Regions from separate parts of the Mus musculus genome. Here regions 1, 2, 4, 5, 6 and 7 are each linked to region 3. The links are chromatin contacts, called in public Hi-C, HiCAR-type, HiChIP or PLAC-seq and promoter capture Hi-C maps. All regions are on one chromosome and are shown on one strand. The core of a region is the stretch at or near the end of the contact, and the rest is flanking DNA. Distances in the headings are between cores, read along the strand shown. Region 1 overlaps Ccdc171 (coiled-coil domain containing 171). Region 2 overlaps Ccdc171 (coiled-coil domain containing 171). Region 3 holds the start of Cntln (centlein, centrosomal protein). Region 4 overlaps Ccdc171 (coiled-coil domain containing 171). Region 5 holds the start of Ccdc171 (coiled-coil domain containing 171). Region 6 holds the start of Rps6 (ribosomal protein S6). Region 7 overlaps Ccdc171 (coiled-coil domain containing 171).

What was found. Promoter capture Hi-C pulls out the DNA fragments that hold promoters and counts their contacts. Hi-C and Micro-C count contacts between places; a contact is called where the count stands out from the background. HiCAR-type assays count read pairs that join an accessible place to other places. HiChIP or PLAC-seq counts read pairs in DNA pulled down with a chosen protein or histone mark.
Region 1: a HiCAR-type map of fibro-adipogenic progenitors shows a contact between it and region 3, with 4 times the contacts expected there. The contact joins the enhancer-like site here to the promoter of Cntln in region 3. A contact is called at or near these places in 6 of 39 promoter capture datasets (cranial neural crest, embryonic stem cells, liver and 2 more) and 5 of 115 datasets of contacts at active chromatin or transcription factors (the NIH/3T3 cell line, embryonic forebrain, embryonic stem cells and 2 more).
Region 2: a Hi-C map of uterus shows a contact between it and region 3, with 4 times the contacts expected there. The contact joins the enhancer-like site here to the promoter of Cntln in region 3. A contact is called at or near these places in 3 of 39 promoter capture datasets (cranial neural crest, hippocampal neurons and second pharyngeal arch cranial neural crest), 1 of 484 Hi-C or Micro-C datasets (uterus), 1 of 115 datasets of contacts at active chromatin or transcription factors (astrocytes) and 1 of 9 other capture datasets (embryonic stem cells).
Region 4: a promoter capture Hi-C map of stem cell-derived epiblast-like cells shows a contact between it and region 3, with 6 times the contacts expected there. The contact joins the enhancer-like site here to the promoter of Cntln in region 3. A contact is called at or near these places in 4 of 39 promoter capture datasets (cranial neural crest, embryonic stem cells, maxillary cranial neural crest and 1 more), 1 of 15 datasets of contacts at CTCF or cohesin (the NIH/3T3 cell line) and 3 of 115 datasets of contacts at active chromatin or transcription factors (embryonic stem cells, forebrain and neural tube).
Region 5: a HiCAR-type map of astrocytes shows a contact between it and region 3, with 2.6 times the contacts expected there. The contact joins the promoter of Ccdc171 here to the promoter of Cntln in region 3. A contact is called at or near these places in 2 of 115 datasets of contacts at active chromatin or transcription factors (astrocytes and large pre-B cells).
Region 6: a HiCAR-type map of astrocytes shows a contact between it and region 3, with 4 times the contacts expected there. The contact joins the promoter of Rps6 here to the promoter of Cntln in region 3. A contact is called at or near these places in 2 of 115 datasets of contacts at active chromatin or transcription factors (astrocytes and large pre-B cells).
Region 7: a contact with region 3 is called in an H3K4me3 HiChIP or PLAC-seq map of embryonic limb bud, with 7 times the contacts expected there. The contact joins the enhancer-like site here to the promoter of Cntln in region 3. A contact is called at or near these places in 6 of 39 promoter capture datasets (the 3T3-L1 cell line, cranial neural crest, frontonasal cranial neural crest and 3 more), 4 of 484 Hi-C or Micro-C datasets (the C2C12 cell line, cerebellum, cortical neurons and 1 more), 8 of 115 datasets of contacts at active chromatin or transcription factors (the NIH/3T3 cell line, astrocytes, embryonic limb bud and 3 more) and 3 of 9 other capture datasets (embryonic stem cells, embryonic tail and embryonic trunk).

What each region holds. Positions count from the first base shown.
Region 1 is chr4:83,831,228-83,834,432 of GRCm38.p6, reverse strand. All of the region lies in intron 25 of Ccdc171 (coiled-coil domain containing 171), which reads right to left. The region is part of intron 2 of Gm42309 (a long non-coding RNA gene); the gene reads left to right. Among named protein-coding and RNA genes, the nearest start is that of Gm42309, 9.2 kb to the left of the region's middle. Within about 2 kb of position 1,887, at least 55 of the 459 cell types and tissues checked have an H3K27ac peak or open chromatin away from gene starts, as enhancers often do. A contact at or near this core is called in fibro-adipogenic progenitors, where this site is marked.
Region 2 is chr4:83,655,406-83,658,524 of GRCm38.p6, reverse strand. Ccdc171 (coiled-coil domain containing 171) reads right to left here. Exons shown (of 26, transcript NM_001355378.1): 12 at 2,891-2,997; 13 at 1,124-1,213; 14 at 4-204. Among named protein-coding and RNA genes, the nearest start is that of Gm25899, 130 kb to the right of the region's middle. Within about 2 kb of position 1,849, at least 65 of the 459 cell types and tissues checked have an H3K27ac peak or open chromatin away from gene starts, as enhancers often do. A contact at or near this core is called in uterus, where this site is marked.
Region 3 is chr4:84,883,043-84,886,239 of GRCm38.p6, reverse strand. Cntln (centlein, centrosomal protein) reads right to left here and starts at 1,931. Exons shown (of 26, transcript NM_175275.4): 1 at 1,416-1,931. The coding sequence starts at 1,775.
Region 4 is chr4:83,768,316-83,771,163 of GRCm38.p6, reverse strand. All of the region lies in intron 23 of Ccdc171 (coiled-coil domain containing 171), which reads right to left. Among named protein-coding and RNA genes, the nearest start is that of Gm42309, 72 kb to the left of the region's middle. Within about 2 kb of position 1,578, at least 3 of the 459 cell types and tissues checked have an H3K27ac peak or open chromatin away from gene starts, as enhancers often do.
Region 5 is chr4:83,523,899-83,526,813 of GRCm38.p6, reverse strand. It overlaps Ccdc171 (coiled-coil domain containing 171), which reads right to left and starts at 1,269. Exons shown (of 26, transcript NM_001355378.1): 1 at 1,044-1,269.
Region 6 is chr4:86,855,926-86,858,858 of GRCm38.p6, reverse strand. It overlaps Rps6 (ribosomal protein S6), which reads left to right and starts at 1,492. Exons shown (of 5, transcript NM_009096.3): 1 at 1,492-1,538; 2 at 2,000-2,131; 3 at 2,503-2,713; 4 at 2,846-2,933. The coding sequence starts at 1,533.
Region 7 is chr4:83,790,223-83,793,283 of GRCm38.p6, reverse strand. All of the region lies in intron 23 of Ccdc171 (coiled-coil domain containing 171), which reads right to left. Among named protein-coding and RNA genes, the nearest start is that of Gm42309, 50 kb to the left of the region's middle. Within about 2 kb of position 1,268, at least 6 of the 459 cell types and tissues checked have an H3K27ac peak or open chromatin away from gene starts, as enhancers often do. A contact at or near this core is called in embryonic limb bud, where this site is marked.

The sequences.
Region 1 (3,205 bases), core at 638-3,137, 1.1 Mb after region 3:
TCGGAGGAAGGTATGACAGGGTCCCAGATGAGCTGGAGGGGACTGGGGGGCAGTGGTCTTCCTATGCTTCCTGTCTATCCAATGGGACATTGTGAGTGCTGACCAAATGTAAGAATGAAACAGGTGAAATTGTATAGACGATTAGATCACACCACAATCGAGAAGCATTGGACCAAGCAGTAAGTACTGGCATGGTGACCAGTTGAACTCTTCTGAAGTACTGTCAAAAGGCAGCACTCTGCAGTGATGCTAAAGAGAGGAAACCGTCATAAACGGTTCCTGTTCCAATAACCCCGTTTCAAATATCCTACTCTGAAAAGTAAAAGCATCCATAATCCCATATCAGAAAATAATATAATAAGTTACTCTGTGTGTATATTACATTTTAACCTGCTAGGAAAAATAGAATATTTTAAAGAATTTGAGGATTTTGAAAAAAAAAGTCCAGAAAACATAAATATGTGAAACCATGGTATTTAAAAAAAAAAAAAAGATTACTACAGAGCAAAAGTATTATACAACCACAAAAAAATTGAGTAAGATACCTACATAGGAAGAAATATACTTATCCTTCAAAACACTTTTATTCTTATACTTGCTTAAAGAAAAAATGTCATATTACCAAGAAAAGTCAAAACCAATAAAGATATGCATAATTTTAATCAGAACAATCTATCATACCCAGTGTTACTTAATAAGACACCTTTTCAAAGTGAATCCCAAGACACCAGAAAGGTTTAGCAGAGCTATATTGAAATAATCATTTTTATTGTGAGGAAAATAAATCTATACTGCATACAATCTATATGGCACATTTTCCACCAAATCCATTATTTTCAACTAGAATTCCAAAGAACTAAATGATGGACTGAAGACCCCAACCTTCACTGCCCTTTATCTTAGTGGGGGCATCGTTCTCATCTGTGTCAGGCAAACACTGAGAATAAAGGGATAACCAAAAGAATGAGCCGCGTTCAGCTTCTATCAAAGGATGCCCTAAGCCAAAGTTCTGCAAAAACGAAGACAGCTATTTCTTCGCAATTTCTCCGAGAACACAGAACCATAAGAACAAACGCAAGAAATTTGAAACTTCAAACCAGCCTAACATGGAAGGATACACCTTGAATTCCTCTTGCATAAAAGCAGCTTCAAAAGAGAAGGAGGAAGCCCTTTTGTTCTAGGTAAAAGATCATAACTGCAGGGCTAGAGAATGTGCCAGGCTCTATACACAGCCGCTTCATGCTGAAAGGGGGGAAATTAGCTGGGGGGTTTTTAGACACGGAAAGCTATAAAACTTTTATTCAGATTTAAATGCACTTGTCCCTTAAATGACAATGTGACCTTGTCGTGCCTGATGTTTTCTCTCTGTTGCATCTCCTGAATTTTTTTTCAGAAAGAATATCTAGTCATATCTTTAGGGTATGGGTTGTATGCAAATGGTCAGTAGCTCTGGCCTAGACTCTGTCATCTTGGGCATATTGTATACCCTCTCTTTTTCCTTTGTAAGTTTTATAAATTTCTTTTACAAGTTTTATAAATTTACTTTATAAGTTTGACATGAAGATTAACTCAAATGATAGATGAACTAAAGACAGATGTAGAGCATGCCTCCAAAAAAATCTGGTAGTTTGAAGATGTTCTGGGTTGTTATTGGATACTTACAAGACGACTGATTTCAACTCTGTCTTGAATCAGGAGTCCAACACTTTCTTTCAAAACACACATATTACCTATATGCTCATCCACTTCTACCAAACACTACCTATGTATGAACTCCTACTACAACTTGAACAAATGCTGAGTTAGCTCGCTCATCATTCACTGAAAAGGATTTTCAAGGAAAAGTTCTCATGAGATGATTATGAGACTTAATGCCTTTTGTACTTCCTGTCATGCTTCTGCCTTCAGTGCACTGCTTTCTTTTAATTACTGACTTTTTTCAACTGTTGTTCTGTGATATTGTCATTCATGTCACATAAGAGTAAGTTTTCATGTCCAATAGTGAAAGAAATTGGAATGACCTCAAATACATAGCTATTCACGGTATCTGCATCAATTGTATTGAAAAGGCCAGAGCACCAGAGCCATCAAATAATTACAACCTCTAGCTCCCCTGCAGGTGGAAACAGACAGGTCTAATCAGCCTTCTCACCATGGAAAAATACTTAGGCGATATTAAAATATTAAAAAACCATTTAATGAGGTCCGTTTCCTTCCAAAAGTAAACTGAGTTTGGGTCTGAACACGCTTCAGGCAAGGGACGCTTCCACCATAACATTTTAAAAACTAGCCATTATTTCCCATGCTGAAAAAAAAAATTGCAATTTTATTTCCTAACAGCAAATGAAACTGTCAGGAAAATTTAGGTGTAATAAAGTTGGGTGGTTAAACCAACATGCTAGAATTAAAATAAAACTGAATTAAAGGAGTTAAAAGTAATTCTTGTGTCAGTTGCCCCTCAAAAATACTACTCAGGACTTACTGGTTTGAACAAATGGAGTTTCCTTGTTCTTGATAGAGTCATTAATGGTGATACAAATGAAATTGTGTGTTGAACAATACGTTGATTAAAATGTACTGCTTTTGGCAACTTTTCCACCTAAATAAAAAGTTGTCAGGCAGGGTGAGTTTAGTGGCACAGAGTTTTAAAATGGTGGATTCAGTCCAAGGTTAGCTAATAGCAGCTGACATGCCCTGGAATCTTGCGGCCTAAATCAACATTGTTTTCACAGCTGTAATTAAGCCACCTAATCAGAAGCACATTTTGACGGGACAGTTTCTGGAAGCCAGACATTACAATTTCTTATGCCTGGAGCGCAGTGGTTCAGGAGAGGTCCGTATTTAATTTTGAGTTTAAAAAAAAAAAAGGGGTGGAGGGCAGTAAAATACGAAAGACCACTGAGATGAAGCAGGTCTGTGTGCTCCTGCCTTGACCAGCCTCGCAGCCCGCCCCCAACTCTCCGCTGAGTCCCCCCCCCCACTCTTAAGTGGCAGCTGTACACAGTGAGATGAAGGGCCATTGCCAAGATCAACAGATGAGCTGGTCTGAACTGGCTCTCTGTGTGTTCTGATTGTAAATTGTGCTGGTGATGATTAGAGAACTCCAGCACAGGATGTCGACTCTTAAGCTCGTCCAGAGAAAATCATTCTTTTTTTTTTTTTTAAAGTTCAGGAAAAATTTTTTAACTTTTTTGTGGCTTGGTGC
Region 2 (3,119 bases), core at 600-3,099, 1.2 Mb after region 3:
TACCTCGGAGTCCTTCTGGAAGGCCTGCGACAGCTTCTGCAGCTCGCTCTCACACTGGGCGGCACAGGCCTTCTCCTTCTCCCAGCAGTGCAGCACGTTCTGCAACTCCACCTTCAACGAGGTGATCAGAGCCTCGCGGTCTGCGCACTTAGCGCGCAAGTGACTGAGCTCCTTATGGACCTCCGTCAGCTTATCCTGCAGCTCCTGTCAGAAACACCAAGGAAAGAGACCAGCGGGATGGCAGAAGGTGAGAGGCACACCCATAAATACACGGTGAAAACCGTCAAACTCTAGTATAAAATGATCACTGTTTGTTTATGATGCTAAACACTTAGGGTATTTTACAGAATCTATTTTCCAAGTAGAACATTTGCAACCAAAATTAGAAAATTTGTAATGTTTAAACATATACTTTATTAAAACTGCTTATTCCAAAAAGTTATTTAAAATAAGTTTTCCTTTCAATTACTTTAAAAGGATACTTTAAAAAGAAAAAAGAAAAATTAAAACTTTTATAACACTTAAGTAACACGGAAAACCATAAATCTCTTTACCTTTAATATAAGGACATATACTCTCCATATGACATTCTAAATACTAATACTGATAAAAATAAAAAATCCGAACAATAAGACCTAAATTTCTACTAAACTCTGCTATCAAACAGTCCATTAGAAACTCAGGTTCAACGAATACTGGGAAACTCAAATTTTGCAACTCTATAGCCAAAACTAACACAGAAAATAAAATCAACTATTTTCCTGAGCCTTAGCCAACTGTGGTCTCAACCCATTAAGCAGCTAGGATGTACTACAAACAATGGCTCCACCCAGAAAAGAAACTGCCACTCCCAGCACACGTGCTTGCGTGACATGTGCTCAATACTCATCTAAGGCAGGACAGTCAGTCGCTAAGCGCTTTAGTCTGTAATATCATAATCTCATCAGGGAGACCAAGGCTTCCTTTAACACTTGATCAACAAAAAACGTAAAAAAAAATTTTTTTTGAATGCTCAAAAATACTTTGAAAATGGAAGCTTTATTTTCTGGTATCTCTAAAATAATCCCTTCATAATATATTTGTCTCTTAGCAAAGGGGAAAAAGTTACCATGAACTGCAATACCTTTGTATTTTTAATGTGAGTCTCAATCTTTTGTTTGGTGGAATCGAGTTCGTTGGATGTCTTTTCCTTGGCATCATTTATGTTGTTTAGCTGATGAAAGAAAAATAGCTTTTTGACATTTCTTCAAGAAGGAGTGACCCAAAAGCTAATGTCCAAATGCTTGCTATGCGATTACTTAGGCATAACTATTTCAACAGTGGTTGAGTCTACAACACTTCTGTTCTGGTTAAAGGCTGTGCAGTTTCTGTCACATGCTCACCTGGCTGCAAAGAGAGCATTCAGCCTTAAAACGCCAGGGATGTTCCTACTCTGCCCGCTATCTAGATAAAAGAATTGCGTTCTTACTGTAAACATAGCTTTATTCTTAAAATCCTACTGGACCGAATGCCAGAAGCTGTGGCAACTATAAGGGAAGACGCGAGAACAGTTAGGGGGAACAGTGCGGGGGAGGGGGGCTGCTGCTTTACATCAAGAGGGTATTCACTGGTCCCTCACTCCGCATGACAGCTTCGGGGTCAGTCACAGGCAGTCCTACTGGGAAGGCTGTGGCAGGTCATCAGTTGGTCCCGCTCCGCCTGTGATTTATTTTCTTTGACAGTTCATTCTTCTTTCTGTCAGGCTGCTCTTCTTGCTTTCTTTGCGGCCACCCCCTTGGTCTCCCCACTGCTGTCTCTGGCACTGGTTCACAACAAAGCACATTACTAAGCCAAAGCCTGCTGAGTCGACTTTTCAACTGTGCTGAGGATCATGTGACATTCATCCTCCCAAATAACAATTCGCTGTGGGTCCTGCTCCTAGTTACTCCGCAGCGGCCAGGCCTAGGCCTCAGAAGAACTTCAAAACTACTAACAATCCAGGTTCTCTCGTCTCTCCAGGAAGACTTACAAATGTCTGTTCTTCAAAGAATTTAGTTATTTTAATGCTCACTTTTCTCTTGTGAACAATTACAGAAGGTGTTTTAGAAAACAGACTAATTCTTTTTTGCCCCCCCCCCCTGCATACCTAAAATAAAATAAGCCTCTGCCAATGGAGTACACAAGTGAATCTGCAGGTTTTGAGTTACATAAAGCAAAGAGATTAACTCTAAGCTATGGGGCTTGTCGATGGCTATACAAAGATCTGTTGTTTTGCTAACTAATGTAGTTACTACCTATGCTAATTTGACAAGAAGTATCTAGACAAACTCTTCAATTTTTAAAGCATAAATTCATAAAATATTTTAATACCCAAGAAAATTACTGACTCACATATTAAACAATACAAATGAGATGACAACCAGAAGCCTGAGCTTTTTAATCTGCAAATTAACAGCTTTCAGTCTACATCAAACAGATATTTGTTTTTAAAAACTTCTAACAACACTAAACTCCCTTTGGAGCACGAAAATTAATTTCCGTTTTTTATTAAGATTTCTGTGGTTTAGAAACTGTTAAACTCTTAATGAAACCTAAATTCTTCAACCACCCACAGATCATAAACATGCTGACATTTAAATGGAGAACGTTTCACTTAAATTCTCTGCACAGATAAGTTACTCAGGCCAAGTGACAGGAACCTTTCATTGTGTGTCTACAGAATTACAAAATGGGAGTGAGACACTACTTTAGGCCACACTTGAAGAAAGAACAGTGACAAGGGTTTATTATTTCTGTATCTGTGAAGCTGTCAATTCAACATCCCCAATCTTTTTGACCTTTGTAACAAGCAAGGGCTGCATACTGGTACTGCCTGAAGGCCGTGTGTGGAGCCAAACAGTCCACGTGTTACCTCATTAGATGCATCTTCCAGCTTGTTCTGGTAATCTGTCAAGGTCCGCCTCAAAGTCTCAAGGACGACGGAGAAGCTGGGAGGCTTATCTTTGTCCTTGTGGACGCCTGGAGAAAAGCATGGGATGAAAACACACCCTTAAAGTCACACAGGCTCAGAAGCTAAGCAAACAGTAACAGAGACATTACAATTAGTAAGAAAGCCAGAAAGACATGAAACATGAACAGAA
Region 3 (3,197 bases), core at 682-3,181:
GGCTATAATCTTGATACTGCCAACCTCCTTTCTTGGAATCTATTACTGAAATGTCTCTGATCATCTCCTAATATTATCAAATTTCAAGAATTGCCATTCTAAGCTAATCAGGACCATTTCTATTTCTTACATCTGCCTCAAGTATTGCAATCATTTCCTAGTCCAGGAGTGCCCAAAATCACCAAGGCCAGTACCATACTGGACATTTTCATCTTTAAGGTTATAAATATGGGAGTAGAGAGACAGTATAGAATATGTGGGCAGGGCCATTGATTGTTACTTTAGCAAAGCCTTTAGCATGAGCACACATCTTTAAATTCCCCAAGGGCGAGGTTTACAGAGGACAAAATGCCTTAGTTCATCCCTGACCTATAGACATCCTTTTGCTGTTTTGCCAGCCAATAGAAAATGAGTAACTGAAAGGGGTGCAGTCTGATCATTGCTCCCCAATCTGCTTAACCAATGATGTATTCAAGTTACACACGATTCTCTTGTCTTTACAGAAAAGACCTATAAAACGGAGCAAGAGAACCCAACAGAACCGTAAGAGAGTTTCAAGGTTTTACTAATCTAACGTGATAATGCTGCTCTGTTGATGCTGTCTCTGGTGTTGGCGGTTCCTAATTAGTGTCTCTTAAATACAGCGATTTTTTTCCCTTAAAGACTTGTAATTAACTGAATGAATTCTCAACATTTTTATTTCCTAACCCTATATGTGGTTAGAGCCAAATCTAAGGAGATGGTGGTGAGAAGGCAAAACCAATAAACTAACTAAATAAATAAATAAATAAATACTCTGCACTGAAGGACAGGCAAGCTCACCATCCCCAAACCCTCAAACTAATCTGGGAAGTAATGTGAGATGACTGCTCTAACAACTGCTTTCCTCTGGCACACTCACATGAAAGTACTTCACTATGGGATCACTGGAAGTTAATAAATGAATACGTAGCATCCTAAGGTTGTAGTCCCGTTCCCAGGGCTTTCTAAAAACTGTGGTTGTGTTTGGAACTTAAGTTTAACAAGGTAAGAACAAGGGTTAAGTGTGGGTCTGAAGTTTAAAAACGGGCAATTTCCATCAGTGGATTTTATTTTTCTGACACGGTCCTGTTTATTTCAATTCACGAATGCACTCCACTCGTGGGCACTGGGTATCACTAGACAGCACCAGGAACTTGGGCTTTGAGGAAGGAGCCTCTGGAGAGCATCCTATTAAAATCGAAACCCGGGTCTGCAGCGGGACAGAGCCTGCAGCCCAGACAGTGGGCAGAGGCAGGGCGTGGAGCCTGGAGGGCGCGTCCCGGGAGGGTTCACTAGGTGCCCCGGGCCGCGAGCATGAGCTCGGGCGGCGGTGATGGGCGGCGCTGCCCCCGGCCGGGGCCGTGGACAGGAAGGCCGGCGGCCAGTCCTGATACCTGACACAGGGCCAGCTCCTCCTTTAGGCTGCTCAGCTCTTCCTCCAGCAGCTGCGATCGCGTCGCCTTCGCCTCCTCCGAGGAGAGGCCCTCTGGCCACCAGGAACCCGCGGGCGCGCTGGCGACAGGAGCGACAGCGGCCCCGGCCCGCCCCGACCCTCGCCGTCCCCCTGACCCTTCTTCGCCCCTCCAAAGTAAGTCGCTTTTATCCGCGACGACCTCCCTCGCGGCGCCCGCCAGACCCGAGGCCTCGCTGCGCACAGCGTGCACTTCGGCTCCGCGCCCGACGCGCAGGGACCGCCGGCTGGACCGCCGCACCGGGGGCGGAGGCGGCGAGGAAGACGGCGAGCGCGCCGCCATGGCCGCGGCGCCTAACGGGTCAAGTTCCCGCTTGAAAACTCCACCTTCCCTTCCCCATCCTGGGGAGCCTGGCCTGCCGTCCTACGCATGCGCGGAGCTTTTCCCGCCTGGTCCGGCGATCGCGGTTCCTAGTGGGCTTGCCGCGGGCCCAGCTCCGAGCGCGGGCGGCTGAGCTGATCTGCGCATGCGCGCCGGGCCGGCGGAGGCTCGACCAGCAAGTTCATTGCTGGCGCCTCCACTGTCCCGAGTCCGAAGTGCCTGACTTTCCCGCCCTCCTAACGCCCTAGCTCCGCCGAGGGCCTACTTTACATCCCTCGTCTTAAAGCCTTCCTGACAAGCCCCCAGCCCCCAGTGATCCAGAACTGTGAATTCTTTCCTCCTCCAAGGCTTCTGCCAACTCGTTTTTCACGTTTCATTGACCGCCCTCAAGTGTTAGTTACCCCGCTAATCTCTCCAACGCTGTTGTAAGCTCCTTGAGGATCAGGGAATAGGTTTTAGAGTTAAGTGTTTTCTTCACACCCCTTGGCAACGCTGCCTTACGTGCGGCTGACATCTAACCGACTGAAGTCAAGGAGACGCGGAAAGCCTTGTGCTGAGCTGGGACTATCGAGCAGGCTTCCCACTTGAATTATGATCCTTCCTACACCCTTTGTCTTTTGTTTTGCAAGAGTCATGGTTTCCTTTGAGTCTTTATGTCAATTTCTTTATCCCTTGGCTGGATATCAGAGCAACTTTGTCCTACAAGGCCCAACGGCTTGGTGTCCTTGGACCGAACTAAAGTCAGCAATGGAGTCTGATGAAAGAAATGAGACTGACTCACTTTTTTAGTCTCTGGTCTTTTCTCACTTGCTTTGCTATAAACTTCAAAAACACAATAACCTTTCTTTGCCCTTAAGACACTTCCTCCAGAGTGCTAAACTTAGTGAACGCGCGCACGCTGAGCTGAGTTTCACAGAAAGATAGAATTACTTTTTTGTTGTTGCTGGTTTGTTGGGGGGGGGGTGTTTGTTTGTTTGTTTGTTTTGTTTTCTAGGAAAAGTTTACAGAATTCTTGGAAGAGATTTGAAGTAGGGATTGAGAGTCCCACCGTGAAGTTACCATTTTCAAACCATTTTTGCCTGTACTGAGTCGGCATGCCCGAAGACTGCCTCTGGTCATCCTTCCAACACTGCAAAGTGTATTAGAGAATTACATGTTTCCAGTGCATGTAGGGCTCGGGGCCATGATGGCTCAGCCCATGCAGTGCTTGCCGTGAAATCATGAATTCAATCCCTCAGAGCCCACGTGTGTTTTCCAAAGCCGGCTGCCATGATGTTGGCAGACCTGTAATCCCAGAATTTAGGAGACAGAGGCCAGATCCTGTGACTTGCTGGTCAGCTACTCTAGCCAAATCTGCAAGCTCCAAGATCATTAAGAGTCTCT
Region 4 (2,848 bases), core at 329-2,828, 1.1 Mb after region 3:
TCCAAAAACCAGAAGTCTAGAGTCAGGGAGCTTTGCTGGTGAACACCCAGAGACCACCAGTCAAATTCTTCAGAGACTGAAATGGAGAAACACTTCTTAACTCATTCATTACTGGTCTGATCCCAGCCTGACAACTGCCGTAAGATCAATATACATTGTGTATATTGTATATATATGTAGAACCCTCAGACAATGCTAGCAAAATGAACCACTGAATATTCAAAGGAACATGTACCATAAAGGATGTCAATTTACCCAAGTAACACACACATACACACACACACACACACACACACACACACCTCTATTAGAACTAATTCAGTCATGTTTTAGAATACGTTATGTTTCTAAATAGAATATGTTGTGTCAACAACAAAATCAGATGCCATGTCAAAAATTGAGAATTAAAGTGAATTCAAGAACAAATTCCATTTATAATGGCATCACAAAAAATAAAATACTTAGAAATAAATTTAATATGACATGAAGCTGTATGTAGAAATTTAAATTAGTGTTGGAAGAAATGAAAATTTTTGAAAACACAATTTTTACTCTTGAATAGTTTTCATATTCTTTTGAAAAGAAGTTGGCCTAAGCTATATGGGTTGAGTTTTGGACCAGCAGTTGTAGCCAACAATTGTGATATGCTCAGTAGCATTATGCTGACCTATTGCTATTTGCCTTAGGTTTTTATTAAATATATATATTTCATATTTTGATGGAAAAAATTTTTAGAACTTTTTCCTTTTCTTCTTTTATATATTACATCCCAAATGCAGTTTCCTCTCCCCTCAGCCTCTCTTTTCCCCCCACTCCCTCCAGATCTAGCCCTGCCTTCACCACACCTCAGAAAAGAGCAGGCCTTCCAGGGATATCAACCAAATTGTGTTTTCAAAAACTGATACAGGGATACCAGGAGATTACTGGCTTCTAGCACTCCATTCTACTGGCATGCACACCACTCCAGCACTTTGGAGGTGAGGACAGAAAAATCAGGAGTACCAGGCCAGCCTTAGGTATATGTGAGATTAAGTCCAGCCTGGACTACATCAAGTTCTGTCTTTTACAAAAAATGAAAAGGTAATTAAGCTAATGAAAGAGAAAAATTCAGTAGGTATTTCATAATCAGAAGAAAAGGTGTACAGCATGATTGACCACAACTGAAATGCAAACCAAAGCCACAGTGAGATACCATTTCATGCCCGGTAGAATGAACTTTTTATTATTGGATATAACCAGTGTTGGCAAGAACGTGACGATTGGAATCCTGATACACACTGGTGGAGCTGCCTAATGGGAAAAGCTCTGTGGAGAAGAGTCTGATGAATCTGCCAAACGTTAGACATAGAAGACAACACAGCCTTGGCTAAATGGTGCCAGGCTACAGGGAGAGGTGGTAGAGTCTGCTTTCACTTTGTTCTGACACATCACTCTAACCCAAAGCAATTTAGGGAGGGAATGGTTTATTGGTTTTTCATTTCAAGCCATGGCCGGCAGGTCTTCTTGTTCCATGCAGTATTACCTCTAACCCAGGAAGTACAGCAGGAACCATGGAAGAATGCTGCTTCCTGGCTTGTGGCTTGTGCTTAGCTAGCACTTATACAGCCCAAGACCACCCGTTCTGGAACAATGCTGCCTGTGGTTAGCTGAGCCCTCCTGTGTCAATTACCAATTAAGATGAGGCACCACAGGCATGACCAGAAGGCAAACTAGTCTGGAAACCATTCATCTGAGCCTCCTTCCTCTGGTTACCGTGGGTAAGTTGAGAAGTAAAACTTAAGACAGGCAGTGTGCTAGCTAAGCTTTTTTCATCCACTTGACACAAAATAGAGCCATCTGAGAGTAGGGAACCTCGACTGAGAGACTACCTACGTTGTTAGTCAATGACTGGAGTGGGAGAGCCCCGTTAGCTGTAGGAAGTGAACAAGCCAAGGAGAAGAAACAAGTAAGAGTGTTCCTCCATGGCCTCTGCTTCAGTTCCTGTCGGGCCTCCATAACAGACTGGCCAGAATGTGAAAGCCCAGCCCCTTTCCCTGCAAATTGTTGTTGGACGTGGTGTTCTATTACAGCAAGGGAAACCTAACTATTAATGGCAGAGAGCATGGAAAGGAAAGAAACACAGCAGGTAAAAACCCAGAAAGACTGAGTTGTAGATTAATAAAAGAAAAAAAAAAACACACACACACACACACACACCATAATTTGGAGCCATAAGCAAACAGCTGGGAAGGAAGGGAATTCCTATAGCTGGGCTACAAGAAAAAGAAAAACAAAGTCCTAGGAAGACCCACAGATGCACCAGCTAGCACTACCCAAAAAGAAAGCTTAAGGTGGGGATATGAATACTACAGGCAGCCAGAGAAGGGGTCCTGCACTTCCTAGCTGCTCACTGCAGCAGTGGACAGAAACTAGTTTAGGAATTTTACAATGAAACCTTGCACTTGGGAAGAGCAATAGATCATGCCTTTTAGTTTCTCATGGCCTCTCTCCTTTCACTGGTTGGGAGAGCCATCACCCCAGAAGTTTTACTCTAGCTTGTCAGTATTTGATGTCTTAGTGAAAGCAATAAGGCAAGAGAAAGAAATAAAAGGATACAGAAACAGGAAACGTACTTGCTGACAATATGATCCTAGATGTTAAAAACCCCAAAGACCCCACAGAAAACGCATACACTTCATAAACACATTTATCAAACTAACAGGTCATAAAATCAACAATTAAAAAAAAAAGTTTTCCTACAAACAAACCAAAAAAATGAAAACAAGGTTAGAAAGAAATCAGGAAACTAGCTCCACTCACAATGACCTTGCAGGGGGCATGGGAGAGAGTTACTGGAAATGAGACCAAG
Region 5 (2,915 bases), core at 20-2,519, 1.4 Mb after region 3:
GCAGTTACACGGTTCATTTGGCAAGGGGGCACTTCAGAGCTGAGTGCAGCTCAAATAGCAGAACACTTTTGTGCCCATGATTCTTGTTCAGTCTCAACCACCTTTCATCCCATCTCTGAAAAAAGAAGAGAGGTGAAGGAGATGTGTGATTCTGTCCATAAAACACGCCTAAGACAAAGAAACTCAAACAAACAAAAAGTAAACGGAGCCTGAAAGACTAAGCCCACTCTGCTTATTTGACATAAAGAACCTAAGGTCCAGGCGACAGGTGATTTGCCTGTCACAGCTAATAAATGGCTGAGCCAGGATTTACACACAAGCTCCAAGCTAAAACAGCCGCCTTCACTTTCCCTAGAATCCCGCTGCACTGCCTGCATTCCTCTGCCTTTAACTGGAAAGGATTGCATTTCCGGCTCTATCACAGTTTGGTCGTTACTAAGCACTGATAAATACAAATAACAAAACGGTAGTTTCATTTCTCCAATACTAGGAAAAGTATAAAACATCAACGTGCAAAATCTTAGAAGCTGTTTGATATCGTCTCTAAGTTATGTATTTGATTAATATGAATATCGTAAATGATTAAAAAGTCAAAGGGGGGGGGGTGTGTGCTTGTACGCAAAATTCAGCTTTAAACTCACAGCTGACTTTTCTAAGTCCCAAGGTGGGTGGTAGGCAGAAGTTGCATAACTCATTGTTTTGCTTATCAAACGTTTGTAGGGTGCCTAAAGTGTGGTAGGCATTTAAATAAAATGAAGGTAAAACACGAAAAAAAAAAAAGTGATCCTTGGGTACTGATCCCAAAGAGCTCCGAGGACTCTAGTCCCCACCGGTCCTCGGAGTACAGCGAAGATGCTCGGCTTCCTCAAGGTGGGCGGAGAGCCCTGGCCATTGAGCTGGAGGCTGGAGGCTGGAGGCTGAGCTGGAGGCGTGTCAGCACCAGCTAGCAGCCCTCAGCCGGGTCCTCTCTGCAAGCCCAGTCTCCTCTCAGCACCTCCCGGTCCCGGGCGCCAGTCACCATTGCACCCACAGCCCGCAGTTACCTCGGACTCGCGTGGTCCAGCCTGCACACCCACGACCCCCAGGCAGCTTCAGGTCTCGGGGTGAGTGGGAGGTCAGGCAACTCTCAGGAGAAAGAGTGACAACTGGGGAAAGCCGATGGACTCTAGGGCCAGGATGGAGAAAGTCTACGAGGTGAAGTTTACAACGGCCACTTCCGGGGGCCCGGAACACGCGACGAGGCTCTGGGCAGCCGCGACTTTCTCCGCCTCCCTGGCCCCGCCCCGGCAGGCCCGCCCCTCGCCTCCGCGTCCCCAGCGTCCCGCCCGCCGCCCGAGCCCCAGCTCCAGGATACGCGCGTACTCAGAGAACGCGGGCTCGCGCTGGAAGAGAAGCGCCGGCCCGCAACCGCGCGCGCTCCCGCGGCAGGCGGGGTATATTGCGCATGCGCCAGGGGTGGGGTACGCGTGCGCAAAGCACACGGGTGGCTCGGGGCCGCGTTCCACCCCATGCGCGCTCCAGCGCCGGCATGCTGTGCCTTCTCCTTGTTTCAGAACTCCCGCAACCGAGTGGCGTGCACATTTCCAGCCTCGGAAAAGGGCAGCAGCCTGTTCCTGCTCTGTAAACGTCTTCTTAGCTGGCTCTCGGCCCGAGAAACCCGCTAGGACCGCGGCCGATGCCAGGGTCCCCAGGGAGAGTGCCTGGGCTTCGGCACAGGTGGCAGACTCTCAGCGCCCTCCTCCTGCAGTCTCCTCCTCCCATCGATTTCTTTTGTATTTTGGCTTGGGTGGATAGAATGTAGGTCGGTGCTCTGATGCTGCTGAGCGTCTTTGATTACAAATAATGCAGAACCGGATTCATTGGCAAATAAGGCCTTGGAGCCTCGCCTTGAGCTCCATCTCTGCTAGATTTCAGCCCCTCCCCCTCCTCGCCCACAATTTATAAAGAGCTTTGGTTCGCCCTGTAGCCGCTTCAGAGGATTGGAAAAGCAAATCCTCTTTTGTTCCTTGGCTTTTGAAAGCCTATTCCCTAAAGAACAATGCGAAATGGCAGGATTTTGATGAAAGGTTTTTATCCCTGCCGCCACTACCTTCTTTCCACAAGTGTTCATACAAAATGAGCCTTTTATGCTAAACTTGTCCGGGGTTGGTTGTAATCAGCCTGAACCAGGTGTTGGGGTTCTCGCCTGCTCTCGCTCTGGAAAGTTAACAGTCCTAAGAGCAAATAGATTAAAACTTTGGTTCTTGCACTGCTGAGAAACTTTAATTGGTTTGAGGTCAGTTGTTTGGTTTTTAAAAGGTTTTCCTTGCTTCTTAAGGCTTTAGCCAGAAGAGATAACTGCTTCGAAAACAAACTGAAGGAAACAAAAGTAGCCCTCTCTACTTAGGAATCAAATGGAGAATTACAATAAATAAGATTACATTCACCACCACCATGGGTTTCTCTGTGTGGCCTGACAGTCCTGGAAGATGAGAGTTTTTTTTTAAATTGTATACGGCTTAGTTTTGTTATTTGAAAGATTTTTGTTTGGAGGGAAGTGATTTTGTTGTTGTTTTGCTTTCTTGGTTTTGTCTGGGTGGGGTTTTTTAATTCCCTATGTAGCCCAATCAGGCCCCAAATTCTGGATCCCCTGCCATAGCCTCCGGAACACTGGGGTTACAAATCATGGGCCACACACACACATCAGCTCATCGTGTTTTAGGAACATCACAGAAGGGAGTGTTACATTGCAAACATAACTGATCTATTACATTGTACACTTTTTAAAGAAAAGCTGCTTGACATGAATCCTTACAAAGTTCATTTACTCTGTCTTTAGCATGCGTAGAGTACAGCACATGTGCCCAGCATGGAGCTAGGTAATAAAAATACCAGCTATAAAGTACAAATGCCACAGGGATCAGAGAAAAGATCTG
Region 6 (2,933 bases), core at 243-2,742, 2.0 Mb before region 3:
AGATCAGATTGCGGTGGCACAGGCCTATGATAATCTCAGCACTTGAGAGGTGAAAGCTCCAGGATCAGGAGTCATCCCCCAGCAACACCGTGGAGTTTGACATCAGCCTGGGCTGCAAGGTGAAAGCCTGCCTTCAGATACCTCAGTATCACATGCAAGCTCCTCCAACCCCTCTCTCACTTGTGTGCATGTTTGATTCAGGCTCTCACTGTGTATTTCTGCCTACCCTGGAATTTACTATATAGTCCAAGCTGGCAAGAACTTGTGACAGCCGTCCTGCCTGTTTCCATAGTGCCAGGGTTAGAAGCAGGCATCACCAATGGCAGGTCTAACAATCCAAAATTTAAAAATAGGTCACAGGGTCTGGAGAGACATCTCAGTGGTTAAGACTAGTAGCTGGGCTTCCAGAGGACCAGCATTCAATTCCCAGAACCTTCATGGCAGCTGACAACCATCTGTAACTCCAATTCAAAGGGATCAGACCCCTTCTGATGTCTGAGGGCAGAGGCAGGCAGCCATACTTCCAAGGATATTGTATAAAGCAACAAAAATGTTCAACAAGAAAATCAACACACAAAATGTGATCGCGCGCGCGCGCACGCGCGCGCACACACACACACACACACGCGCCTTTAAAAGGAAGAAAAATATAAACTTGAAGACTGCACTCAGTGAAGCCAGCCAGTTATAAAAAGACAACTTCCATTTGATTCCATCACATGATGGACTTACTCAAAATTTTAGAGACAGAAATTGGTGACAGTGGTGAGCAGATGGGTATGATGTACATAGAGACTTTCAGAACAGCCAGGGTTTTATACAAAGACAGTCTCAGAAAAACAAAAGACGAGTTTGAACAGAACTGTGTGTGACTGCAGTAAACAAGCATGGAAATGGTGTTAATTTGTGTTTTGAAAAAAGAGCTGACAACGACGGTGCCGCTCAGTGATGAGCCCCGAGGCTCAATTTCCAATCTGAGTTGTCACCCCCAGCCCAGCCACAAAAGGGACAATTTTGGCAGAAGAAGAGCGAAAGCAGAGAGGCTCAAGACTCTGAGGCATACGATAGATGTCTGTGCTGGGTAAACGTGACTGCTTAGCCTCTGCGGTCCGGCGACTACAGGAGCCACTCAATCGCTGGGATCAGGACAAGATCCCGGATTGGAAATCTTCTGTACGGATGAGGGACCTGACAGCCAGGGCGACAATTCCGGTCGTGCTTTCCCATTTTAGGTACTACTAGAAACCAGGGTCGCAAACGGAGATTCGGCTCCTCAGTAGACCAGTCTGGAAGCGGCTAACCCCGGTGATAAACGACAGACCCCGTCACCAGGAAGGTCCAGGAAGCTAAAATGACAGCTCGCTGCAAACCGGCCTCTCCATAGTCTAGTTAATCTACGCCCGGAAGTAACGCCCCTCTAAAGTCACTTCCGCCGGCTGTTCTCGCGAGAACTTAGAGCGCTATGTGCCCTGGGTTAAGCGGAAGTCGGGCCTCTTTTTCGTGACGCCTCCCAGGCGCTCGGCTGTGTCAAGATGAAGGTAGGCGTCCCCGGCCAGGGCCGAGTGAGGCCGCCCGAGCCCGAGCGTGCGGCACGGCCTCGGTCCCAGGCTCGCATAAGTCCCGCACTAAGTGGAGAAGGATCCGAGGCGGGAGGGAACTCGTTTTGGCGGCCCTGGGACGCTCTGGGAGAGCGGATGGCGGGCGATTGCAGCGCCGCCGCGGTGGACGTAGCGCCATAGCGGCGCCCGGCTCCGGGCCCGGCACGCGCGGTCCCGAAGCCCCGCTCGCGGCTGGCAGCCTTGCGGCTCTCGAGCCCTCGCCACTCTGCTAGCGGAGGTCTTGAGGGTCGCCCGGCGTCCTCAGCATCCCACAGAGCTCCTGTAAAATGTCCCGTGGATGCGGCGCTTTGCCGGGCGTGGGATCCGAGCCTCGGACGCCCTGCGTTGTCGGCCCGGCTTGGGTCCCTAAGGTTCTCTCTTGTCCCCCTTTAAAACTGTAGCTGAACATCTCCTTCCCCGCCACCGGCTGTCAGAAGCTCATCGAGGTGGATGACGAGCGCAAGCTCCGCACCTTCTATGAGAAGCGCATGGCCACGGAAGTAGCCGCTGATGCTCTTGGTGAAGAGTGGAAGGTAAGGTTGTTACCGGCATCCATGTCCCAGCTTGGCGAGCGCAAGGGCTGTTTTGGGTTAAGTTTCATTAATAGAACCAAGTTTGGGGAAATGGGCCGAAAGGACATGCTTCTTTCTTGCTTGCCGTACGGAATTCAGGGTCTTAAAAAAAGCCTTTCATGTTCATGCTAGTAAAACCGGGGTAGTCAGGGTAAGTCAAAAGGAGAGAGATGGCTAGTTTACCTTAGTTGGAAACGGAGACAAAACGTGAGTGGTTGAAATTGGTCTCAGTTATTCTCCCTAGTCGGGTGTTGAACCTAAGAGGTTAAGAACCTGCACTTAGTAGGTTGGAACTGAACTAGTAAAATGTTGTTATTTTATGTTCAACGCAGGGTTATGTGGTCCGGATCAGCGGTGGGAATGACAAGCAAGGTTTTCCCATGAAGCAAGGTGTTCTGACCCATGGCAGAGTGCGCCTGCTGTTGAGTAAGGGGCATTCCTGTTACAGGCCAAGGAGAACTGGAGAGAGGAAGCGCAAGTCTGTTCGTGGATGCATTGTGGACGCTAATCTCAGTGTTCTCAACTTGGTCATTGTAAAGAAAGGTGAGGCTTTTGTTGAAGCTTGCTTGCTTGTTTATTGAGAGAGATCTGCCTCCTAGGTAGTGGGCATTGGCCCAAGAAGTTGTTTCCCAAGTGATAAACATTTAATGTCTCTATTTTGATTGTTTCTTTAAGGAGAGAAGGATATTCCTGGACTGACAGACACTACTGTGCCTCGTCGGTTGGGACCTAAAAGGGCTAGTAGAATCCGCAAGCTTTTTAA
Region 7 (3,061 bases), core at 19-2,518, 1.1 Mb after region 3:
TGAAGAAGCACAGAAGCACACATCAAGAATGGTGTTGAGTATATAAAATAAGACTAACCGTCAAATGAATCCACTTATATGTCTTGTTCTATGGAACATCCCAGCTCTAACACTGTAACTCAGCCCTGTAATCCCAGCACACGCATGCTGAGGCATGAAGTCACAGGTGCCAGGCCAGCCTGGGATACACAGCAAGTTGAAGATCAACCTGGACTATACAGCTAGACCCTGGCTCAATCAGTTGATCAATCAATCAGTCAATCATTCAGTTAGTCAGCGAAATAAATAAACTGTCTCTTTTTCTATTCTACTTGGGCAACCTGTAAAACTATTGGAAATATTTACTACTATACAAAATCAGTTAGATGTAAAACACAGACATCTCACGGATTGTCATATACTGTAGGGTTTTTTTCTTAAGCCAGCAAACACCCATAAACAAAGACATCTTAAATTGTTCGTGCTGATATATGGGTGTAAGTACAAGTCCCTGTCTTCGCAGGCTAGTCCTGAGTTTTCCTATTAGGCAGTGACCGTGAGAGGAAGTGCAGCAAACATGGCCGGGAATGTCTCACAGAAGCGTGGGCACTTCGTGCTCCCTGCAGATCTCATTCATGGTGTGTGCTGTATTTCTAACAGTAGTTTCCAGTCTTCTGTTGGGATGAAAACTCAACTGCACAAAGTAAACTATATTTTACAAGTAGCACTGCTTCCAGCTGTAACTTTCTTGGGTATGTGTACCTTCCTCCTTCCTTTTCTGTCACCAGTGATCGCTCAGATAAAAGAAAACATTAATGTGGATTAAGGTACTGAGAATTTATCAACATCAAACCACTGGTGTTTTGCCTTCTACCCTTCTGAACCATAGTCAATAGATCTAAATATTTTACTGCACCCTGGCCAATTCATTGTTTGATGTTTAAAAACTCACCCAGAATCAAAGAAAATTTATTAAATTTGAGCCCCCAAATGAGATACTATTAGCTTTGAAAGTCAGGTTTAACTGTGGTATTGATGATTCTCTTTTTTCTGTGACAAAATGCACTAGGGGATTCCTGGATGTCAAAGTACAAAAGCAGATTGCTAATGTGGGCATGGAGGGGGGACAGTTCCATGTAGGTGCAACTCACGACAGTGCCAGCACAGGGACATCTTTAACTCAAGGGGCACTGAGTACCAGCCTGCCCCCAGGAGGCCTGGCATACAGTGAGCAGAGGGCCACATCCCACATTCGCTAATAAAGCCTTTGAGTGTTTGAAACTTGAGCACTTTCAGGCCCGCAGGCAGTTTGTCCTTTAGAGCCTCGGCCCCACTAATCCTGACGCTGTGCAAGCACTCTGCTAGCGTGCTTCGCTTGACTTGCACGTGAAATACTTATAATTCGTTAAAAGTTGAAAGTTTCCGGTGCCACCGAGATACAGTGGCCCGGGACAAATCACAGACACTGCATCGCAAGTAGCTCCCCTACAATTCTGGAAGATTCCCCCACTTTTAAACTATACTGAAACTTGGAAAGGTCTCTAAAAATGTTCTTCAAATGGCTATAGAAAGTTTTTAGAAAAAAATCTTGAAAAAGGATTGTGTAGGATTTCTTTTATCTTGATGGATAAAGAGAGTAAAACCATCAAGCTGAGAGTATATGAATAACTAGCACCAGCATGAGCAAAAGAAATAGCAATGCTGAAAAGAAGCTGCCGTGAGGGGTAGCAAGGGAGAGAGGACACAAGGGTAGGGGGATGTTGGCTGAGAAAGGTGCTGCTGAGGCTGGGTGAGCCTGTGGGTGAGCCTGTGGGTGATGGAGGGGATTGACTCACAGAGCAGCCAGAGAGGAGTCTCACCTGCTGCTGGCTCTGCTCCCTAAGGGAACAAAAAGACTCAGCACCAAGTGACTAAGAGGCCTTTTCAATGCAGATAATGTGGAATTTCCATAGAAACGTGCCCACTGGTCACAAAGTTACTCTCTTCCAGAAAGAGAATCTAAAGCACATTTCTAACTACCAAATTTTTTGAAATAAAATTAGAAAAATAGAACTATTTTTTTCTAGAAGGCATTCACTTTTTAAAGTCCCTGTTTTAATATAAATTGGGATATAAAAATCAGTCACAGGTCCATGGATTAAATAATAATCTCAAATTGGGCAGTGGTGGTGCATGCCTTTCATCCTAGAACCTGGGAGCCAAAGGTGGGAGATTACTGAGTTCTGGGGTAGGCTGGTCCAGAATAACCAGGGATACACAGAGGAACCATGTCTCAAAAAACAAACAAACAACAAAAAAAGACAGACACACACAGAAACCATGTCTCAAAAAACAAACAAACAAATGACAAAAAAAGACAGACAGACAGACACAGACACACACACAGAGAAACCATGTCTCAAAAAACAAACAACAAAAAAGACAGACAGACAGACACACACAGAGAAACCATGTCTCAAAAAACAAACAAACAACAAAAAAAGACAGACAGACACAAACACACACATACATACATAGTCACAGACAGACACACAGAAACCATGTCTCAAAAAACAAACAACAAAAGACAGACAGACAGACACACATACATACATGGTCACATAGATAGATACATAGATAGACAGACAGACAGATAGATATAATCTCAAAAGCCAGTCTTGAATTCTATCTACTTCATTGATTGTGCTACGATAACAACTATATCCCTTTTCCCTCTTACTAAAGGCATATAAGATCTTTTACATACTTCAAATTGCTTAGTGATTCATTTTTAGTTAATTAATTTAATTATTTATTTTAATTAACACTCAGTGAATGTTTTGCATTTTATATATTACATAACACAAACAGTGATATTTTAAATATTTTAAGACTTATTTTATTTTATTTTTAAGTATATGTGTCTATGCATGTGTGAGTATGCGTGCTCACAGAACCCACAAGAAGGCATCCCACAGGGCCTCCTGACCTGGTCCTCTACAAGAGCTGAATGAGCTCTGGCCTGCTGAGCTGTCTCTCTAGCTCCCAAGTGTCTAGAGTATGTTGAAAAAGAATAAAAGAAAGTAGCTATATTACTTCTGCT